Linked DNA regions of Anser cygnoides: region 2 is linked to region 1. A link is a contact called in public Hi-C data. All regions are on one chromosome and are shown on one strand. Each heading gives the region's core, a stretch centred on a gene start, on an enhancer-like site or on the middle of the called end of the contact. The rest is flanking DNA. Distances are from core to core; before and after follow the strand shown. Region 1 holds the start of LOC106046091 (probable E3 ubiquitin-protein ligase HERC3). Region 2 overlaps FAM13A (family with sequence similarity 13 member A).

Region 1 (3,563 bases), core at 815-3,314:
CTGCAAACATGTCCTTTTGAGTCCCACCCTCCCACCCTCTGAACATTTTGCTGATAAATCCGTGTGCAGCTCTATTCCAGGCAGCACTTTCCACTCAAAGAGTGAAAACCAACATAGCCACTTTCCATTTGAGCACACAGACACAGCCGGCTATTTCCCAATGGCCTGGTATGCTGTGTTTTTATCTTACTTATTTTGAAAACATAACACATCTCTAAAACCACAATTGTTTTAATGTGCTGTTGTGCCCTGTGCTGTCACCCCACCACCACCACTACAGCATGCAAAGCTGCTGCAAGCCTTAATACATCGTGTGTTCGAGCAGGAGCTGTGTCCAGAAAGACAGAGCTTTGAACAAAGATTCACGCTTCATTTCCCATTCTGGTCAAGGCAGTTATTCCTCTGACATCAGCGGAAGAACAAAATAGCCATCCTACACCGCAAACTCCTTCTACATATCCTCCTTATACTAAAATGAGTATATAAAAAGCTTCTACGGCAAGTAGGCTATAACGTAGACATGCACATATACACACAAAAGTGGATAAAATTCATATTCGCTTACCTGAGTTTTCAATGTTATTCCTAGTACTCAGCTGGATACATCTTAAAGATAAAAATCCAGCTTTTTATAGGGCAAGCCCTTAGGAAAAGGTCTTTAAAATGCATCAGTTAGGGCATTACAATTCCTGACCCTTTTTAAAATTGGATTGTGAAGAGATAAGGAGTCAACCGCTGCACCTATTCCCGCTCTTCACTGGTCACAGCACAGCCAGCTTTGTATGCATGTTTTAGAGATAAGAACGGATGCAATGCAGCAGGACTGCTCATTTGCAGACTCCCTGTATGTAACCACAAAAAAAAGGGGGGGGAGGGAACGTTCCCAACATCCTCATTCCAGGAACAACTCACCCCTGAATCACTGAAGGATGTGCACAGCACTGCTAGAGCCAAGGAGACGCGGTACAGCGGGGAGTTTTTTGAGGAGAACTGCTGTGATTGGGAGATCTTCGCTATAATAAGACTCGCTATAATAAGACTCAGCTGACATGCTTAAGCATACATCCTTTGGTGAGGAACCAACCCTGGTGGCTGAGAGGATTATTGGAAAATAATAACAGCGCACGTAAGATCATGACAGGAGATGTTTTATTTTGCTCCTTTTTTAATGACATGTAGTCTCTTCACATGCTCATATGAACACATGCATAAGCTATAGCCGTGACAGTGTGTGTAAGATCGTGACAGGAGACCAGAAGATGGTTTTTGTCCTTTTTTCTAACAGCTGTCATGACATAGGCAGGTTCTTCACGTGCTCACATGAACACACACACAAGCTGCAGCCATGACAGCGACTGCACGCTTCCTGGGAGAGCCAGTTAGGTAAATACCGTGCTCACAACAAGCACCGCTCGGCACAGAGCGATCCCTAAACAAAGAGGCCTGCCAGCTGGCAAGGCGGGCACGAGCAGCCTTTTCCCTTCCCCGTCGTTTCCGAGATTTCAGCTCCCTTTTCCAGCAGCCCCACAACGAAGGGGCGTACCGCTCCCTTCTGTCACCGAGCCCGCTTTCTTCTCCCTTTTTGCCCCAGCCCAGCGCAGGCCCCAGAGCATGAAGCAGCGAGGTGCGACGACGAAGGAGTTAAACCGCAGGCCCTCGGCCCCCCCCGGTGCCCACCTCAGGGCCGGCTGCGCCCCCCGGGCGCGGCACCCCCCGGGCAGCCGCCCCCGACGGTGAAGCAGCCGCGCTGACGAGCCCCCAGCCCTGCCCGGCCGCCCTCCCCTCCGCCCGGGCCGGCTGCGGGAGCCCCGAGGGGCCCGGCTGGGCGGCCCCACGCGCGGCCCCGCTCCCCCGCCAGGGCCGGGCCCCGAGGGGCGCCCCCCGCGCCGCGCCGCGGCCCCCGCCCGCTCACCTGCCGCCAGCCCCGCCGCTGCCGCCGCGGCGACGAGGAAGTCCGGCCCCTTCCCCCGCCGGGAGGGGCGGCGCGGGGCTGCCAATGGCCGGCAGCGCTACGGCGGCGGCGGGCGGGGCGGCGGGCGGCTCCGCCGGGGCCGGGCTGCTCGGGGCTGGGCCTGGTCCCTTCCCTCAGCGTGGGTACGGCCCCGGCCCCAGCTGAGGGGAGCGAGTATTTCGCGAGTGAGCCGCTCCGCACAAAGGTGTCGAGGGGACAAGGACACCTTCATCTAGATAGGTTGTCCAAAGCCCCAACCAGCCTGGCCTTGGGCACCTCCAGGGATGGGGCATCCACAGCTTCTCTGGGCAGCCTGTGCCGGTGCGTCAGCACCCTCTGAGAGAAGAATTTCTTCCTTATATGTAACCATTCCCCCATGTCCTATCACTACACTCCCCAGAGCTGAACGCAGCACTCCAGGTGGGGTCTCACAAGGGCAGAGCAGAGGGGGACAGTCCCCTCCCTCGCCCTGCTGGCCATGCTGCTTTTGGTGCAGCCCAGGATGCAGTTGGCTTTCTGGGCTGCAAGCACTCACTGCTAGATCATGTTGAGCTTCTCATCAACCTACACCCCCAGGTTCTTCTCCTCAGGACTGTTCTCAATCCATTCTCCTCCCAATCTCTATTTGTGCTTGGGATTGCCCAGATTCAGGTACAGGACTTTGCACTTGGCCTTGTTAAACCTCGAGAGGTTTGCCCAGGCCCACTTCTCAAGCCTGTCCAGGTCCCATCCCTTCCCTCCAGCATTTCAACCACACCATGCAGCTTGGTGCCATCAGCAAACTTGCTGACGGTGCACTTGATCCCGCTGTCCATGTCACCAACGGAGATGCTAAACAGCGCTGGTCCCAATACTGACCCCTGAGGAACACCACTCATCACTGATCTCCACCTGGACATTGAGCTGTTGACAGCAACTCTTTGAATGCGACTATCCAGCCAAATCCTCACCCACCAAGTGGTCCATCCATCAAATCCGTCTCTCTCCAACTTAGAGACAAGGATACCGTGGGGGACAGTGTCATATGCTTTGCACAAGTCCAGGTAGATGATGTCAGTTGCTCTTCCCCTATCCACCAGTGCTGTAACCCTGTCATAGAAGGCCACCAGATTTGTCAGGAATGATCTGCCCTTAGTGAAGCCATGTTGGCTGTCACCAATCACCTTTTTATTTTCCATGTGCCCTAGCATAGTTTTCAGGAGGATCTGCTCCATGATCTTGCCAGGCACAGAGGTGAGACTGACTGACCTGTAGTTCCCCAGGTCTTGCTTTTTTCCCTTTTTTAAAAAGGGGGGTTATGTTTCCCTTTTTCCAGCCACTGCAAATTTCACTGGACTGCCACAGCTTCTCACATATGATGGACAGTGGCTTAGCAACTGCATCTGCCAGTTCCTTCAGGACCCGCAGATGCATCCCATCAGATCCCATGGACTTGTGCAACTTCAGGTTCTTTAGCCGGTCTTGAATCTGATATTCTCCTACAGTGGGCAGTTCTTCATTCTTCCAGTCCCGGCCTTTGCCTCCTGGGGCCTGGGCCATGTGGCTGGAACTCTTGTCAGTGACGACTGAGGCAAAATAGTCATTAAGTACCTCAGCCTTCTTCATATCCCCA
Region 2 (3,719 bases), core at 225-2,724, 120 kb before region 1:
CCAGGTTTACATAAGGGATCACAGCCAAACAGCAGACGGGGCTGCCTCATGAAAGCCCTGGATTCTTCGAGAAAACTGCTCAGGAAAGGAACAAAGGTCTAGAGAGAATTTGGTGAGGCAGTGGTGATGGCGGTTACCTTCTGCATCGTTCAGCAGCAGCCTCTGGTGGGCCCTGCTCTGAGCCCTTGGAGGGGACTTCTTTATCTATGGTATTTTTGCTGTTTGTCCCTTTCTCTCTTTAGGTTGTGTTGAGTTAGTTTTTCCAAGCTGACTCATTTCACTTTAAAAGCACATTTGTCTCCACCCTCCTATGCAATCAATTCCCTTCTTTCTTGCATCATGAGATGCTGGCACTAGGAACTGCATTACAGAATGAGTTGTTAAGAAAAGCTTTCTTTTTTTTTTTTTTTAAAGACAGCCACAAAGATGTGATTTATGTTTCTCTCCAAGCTAGGTGACTGTGAATGGTGAGTCAGGGTGTGGTCTCAGCTTGTCCTTAGTTCTCTGTCCGTAACTCAGATGTAATGACAGTCACAGTAACGTGTAATTATGTAGATTTTTCCCATGCAAGTCACCTGGGTGGATTTCAGTTTATTTTTTCAAACATTTGCCCTCTCTCATCCACCCTGCACTGGTTACTGCTTAGATTAGGTTTTGTCCATTAGGCTATTCTAACCTTCCTATTTACTTTGTTATCTTATTTCTGCCTCTCTATACAAGATTTACCTGGTGACAAATTATGGCTTGTGGGATGGAGAGCATTTTGCATCTGATCCCCTGACCTGTGCCACAGAAGTGGAGGTTCATCTTAGAAGCAGCAAGAATCATAAGCCAAACAAAGGTCTGACCATCGTTACCTGTAAAAAGCAGCTCGTTAATGCCATTAGATGTAGAGGGAAACAGAAATTCTTCTTTCAATCCATAAGTCAAGCGTATTAGCTTTTCCTGTTTCCTGGAACAGCATCCAGCAGCCTTACAAAAGAGTAGGGGACTACAGCAAGTTCATGGTAATTGAGTAATAACCTGAATCATATCCGAGCAAAAAAAAATGGCTCCCTTCATGTATCTCATGCATTGCCCTCTCACCTAGAAGGGTTATTTATTTTGTCTAGTTCATTTCTTTCTTATCTGCTTTAGCTGTGAGGAGAAAGTCCCCTCATCTCATGAGGCTGGTGGCGTCCTGGTACCTGGTAGAAGTTTTTGCTGTAGGATATAAGGTACAAATATTTGTGGAAATTTTGAAGTTCTTTTCAAACGAAAAGATTGGTGGTCTCTTATGGGAGAACACGTCATAGATCATAAGGAATTTAAGCCAGCTTTGAAATTGTTTTGTTTTTAATATTTGTGTTTTTAAAAACCAAAACACCCATCACTACTTCTCTTACTGGCATCTAGGGAAGATGTAAAACCTCTGCACTGTGGCTTTACCTATTTGTACTCCAGTGAGTGAGTAGTTCCCTTTCCTATAGCTTCTTTAGCCTGTCTCCTGATGTGTGTAGCGCATTGTTTAGCTAAGGAAGATCATCATGGTGTGCCTTGTTTCCAGTAGCTTTGCAGAGCAAGCAGTTTTCAGTCACCTGAAGCTGTGAGGTGCTCCTTCCTGTGCTGCTTCCCAGAGGGGACCTCAGCCTGCTTCCTGCAGGCAGTCTGCAGGAAGATCAGCGTACAGAGGTCAGTGAGTTCTCAGCCAGGCTTATTTGGTGTTGCAATTTCCCGGTTCAGCTGAAAGAACTGTGTATTTGGACGTTGTATTCAGCACGTTGGCAGTACTGACTGATGGACTTTAGCTGTGATTTCCCATGACACCCGTGTATATTTTTAAACAAAGTATTAAACAAATTGGTCAGCTGTCTACTTTAAGAAAAGGCTGTTGGTGGCAGGGCAGGGTTGTCACTCAGCGCTCTTGTCACTTTGCCTATATCTGTTTGTCTCTGAGCAGTTTCAGTGTTGTAAAATCCCCCTCTCACAGTCAGTCACCATGAGAGATTTCCTCTCATATTATCTTTTTTGAGGAATGGGATTCCTGACTGACTGCTTATCTACAAATTACACTTTCTCGTATTGACTCAGTGCCTTCCTCCTGTCCTGAAAACGTTGCATTTAGGAGGTGCGAAGATAGTTCTGTTTCTGCACCAAAGTTTTCCTTGTCATTCTGCACATTCTGGAAGCAGTGTGTTTGCACTAGGGATAACTACAAAGAGAGGTCACTGGGTAATTGCGAAGAAATTACTAAAGGCTGCTTGGATGTTGATGACTTCCACTCATTAAGGCTTTGACAAGACTGACCTAAACACAGTGGAGCAATTACTCTGTTGGGAGTAAAGCTAGCAGTGCACCATATTTTATAAAATTTATATATGCTTCCTTTAAAAACAAAACAAAACAAAAAATCTTCCAGGAAGTGTTAAATTTGAATGAATAAATAAATAAATAAATAAATAAATAAAGTGCCCACCATTCTGTGAAGGCCTCTGAGCATCACAGAGATTAAAGGAAGTTTCCTCTAAACCTTTGTTAGCTTTCACTTGATTAATTCATTTGGGTAGGAAAAAGTAGATTTTTTTCCTGGCCTCTGAATTTGGGTTGGGCAATTGCAAGCTTTTAGCCTTTCTCTTGTCATTCTGGATGTTCCTGATACCTAAACGTAGGCTTACAATGATTTTTCTTTTTCCTTTGTCATTCACTTGTGTCACTTTTAACACTGTTCAGATTGGCCTGCTGCAGAATAGGAGCAAGTTTGCACAGCTTGGACACGTATGGAATGGTTAGACTCAAAGCTGATGATGCAAATGAGGGGTACAACACTGAGCTGTACTTGTGGTAACACTGCTTGAGCCCAGCATCATTGTATTTGGCTGCACATAAACAATAATTCATGTTTCTTGATGTACACACATCTGAGTTTGGAAAAATCCCCATGACTGGCCTGAGAGGGCTGTTCTCCAGGCAAATGCAGTCAGGTTGTTATAGATCTAGTCAAATTTGTCCTTTTGCCAGGATCTCCCTTGCTTCTGTGGTAGATGTGTCTTCCAGCTCTAGGCAGAGAGATCAAGTTATTCTCACCCAGCTCACTCTTCTCTTAGAGCCTCCTGCCAAAGTCAGTTTGTCCCGCCAAGCCTGAGCGCAGTCATCTTTTCCCATCATCTGTTTTCGGAGCCAGAAGGGCTCATGGGGCACTCTTGCAAAATGATGATTCCTTTCTGTTATGTCATTAGCTGAAGAAGAGGAGCTATTTCTAGAGGGTTTTCCTAGAGGGTAACTCTGCCAGACTGCCTTCCTTGCCAACAAGGAAGGCAGCTTACCTTTAAGTGAAGTAAAAAGCCACATTCACCAAATACGAATCGTGAGGCCTGCTCCTTTGTTCAGACTCAGCAGTTTGAAGTGCCTGCAAACCCGTCAGCCTTTCTCCTTCTCTCCAACATCATCCCAGCTGTTTCTTTGTCCCAAATCTTATGTTAAGCATGTGACAAGAAAGCAGCAGCCCCTTTGAGAAATGAAGGGGACTCATTCCCCAACAACCATGTGATCGCAGGATAACTGAACCCCAGTAAGAAGACACAATCCATTAAATTATCAGAGCTTTGGAAGAAGCCCACTTTGAAAATAACATGATACAAGAAAAACAACATTGTTTTCTTGCTGTGCCATGCTCTGGCAATTGAACTAACAGGTGCAAGCAAAGAACCTAGTGACCTGCTGCACAGCACACAGGATAAGCC

What was found. Hi-C and Micro-C count contacts between places; a contact is called where the count stands out from the background.
Region 2: a Hi-C map of liver shows a contact between it and region 1, with 5 times the contacts expected there. The contact joins the enhancer-like site here to the promoter of LOC106046091 in region 1. A contact is called at or near these places in 2 of 7 Hi-C or Micro-C datasets (both in liver).

The regions. Positions count from the first base shown.
Region 1 is chr4:68,843,295-68,846,857 of Taihu_goose_T2T_genome, reverse strand. LOC106046091 (probable E3 ubiquitin-protein ligase HERC3) reads right to left here and starts at 2,064. Exons shown (of 25, transcript XM_066996351.1): 1 at 1,913-2,064.
Region 2 is chr4:68,962,881-68,966,599 of Taihu_goose_T2T_genome, reverse strand. The region is part of intron 6 of FAM13A (family with sequence similarity 13 member A); the gene reads left to right. Among named protein-coding and RNA genes, the nearest start is that of FAM13A, 60 kb to the left of the region's middle. Within about 2 kb of position 1,474, at least 2 of the 3 cell types and tissues checked have open chromatin away from gene starts, as enhancers often do. A contact at or near this core is called in liver, where this site is marked.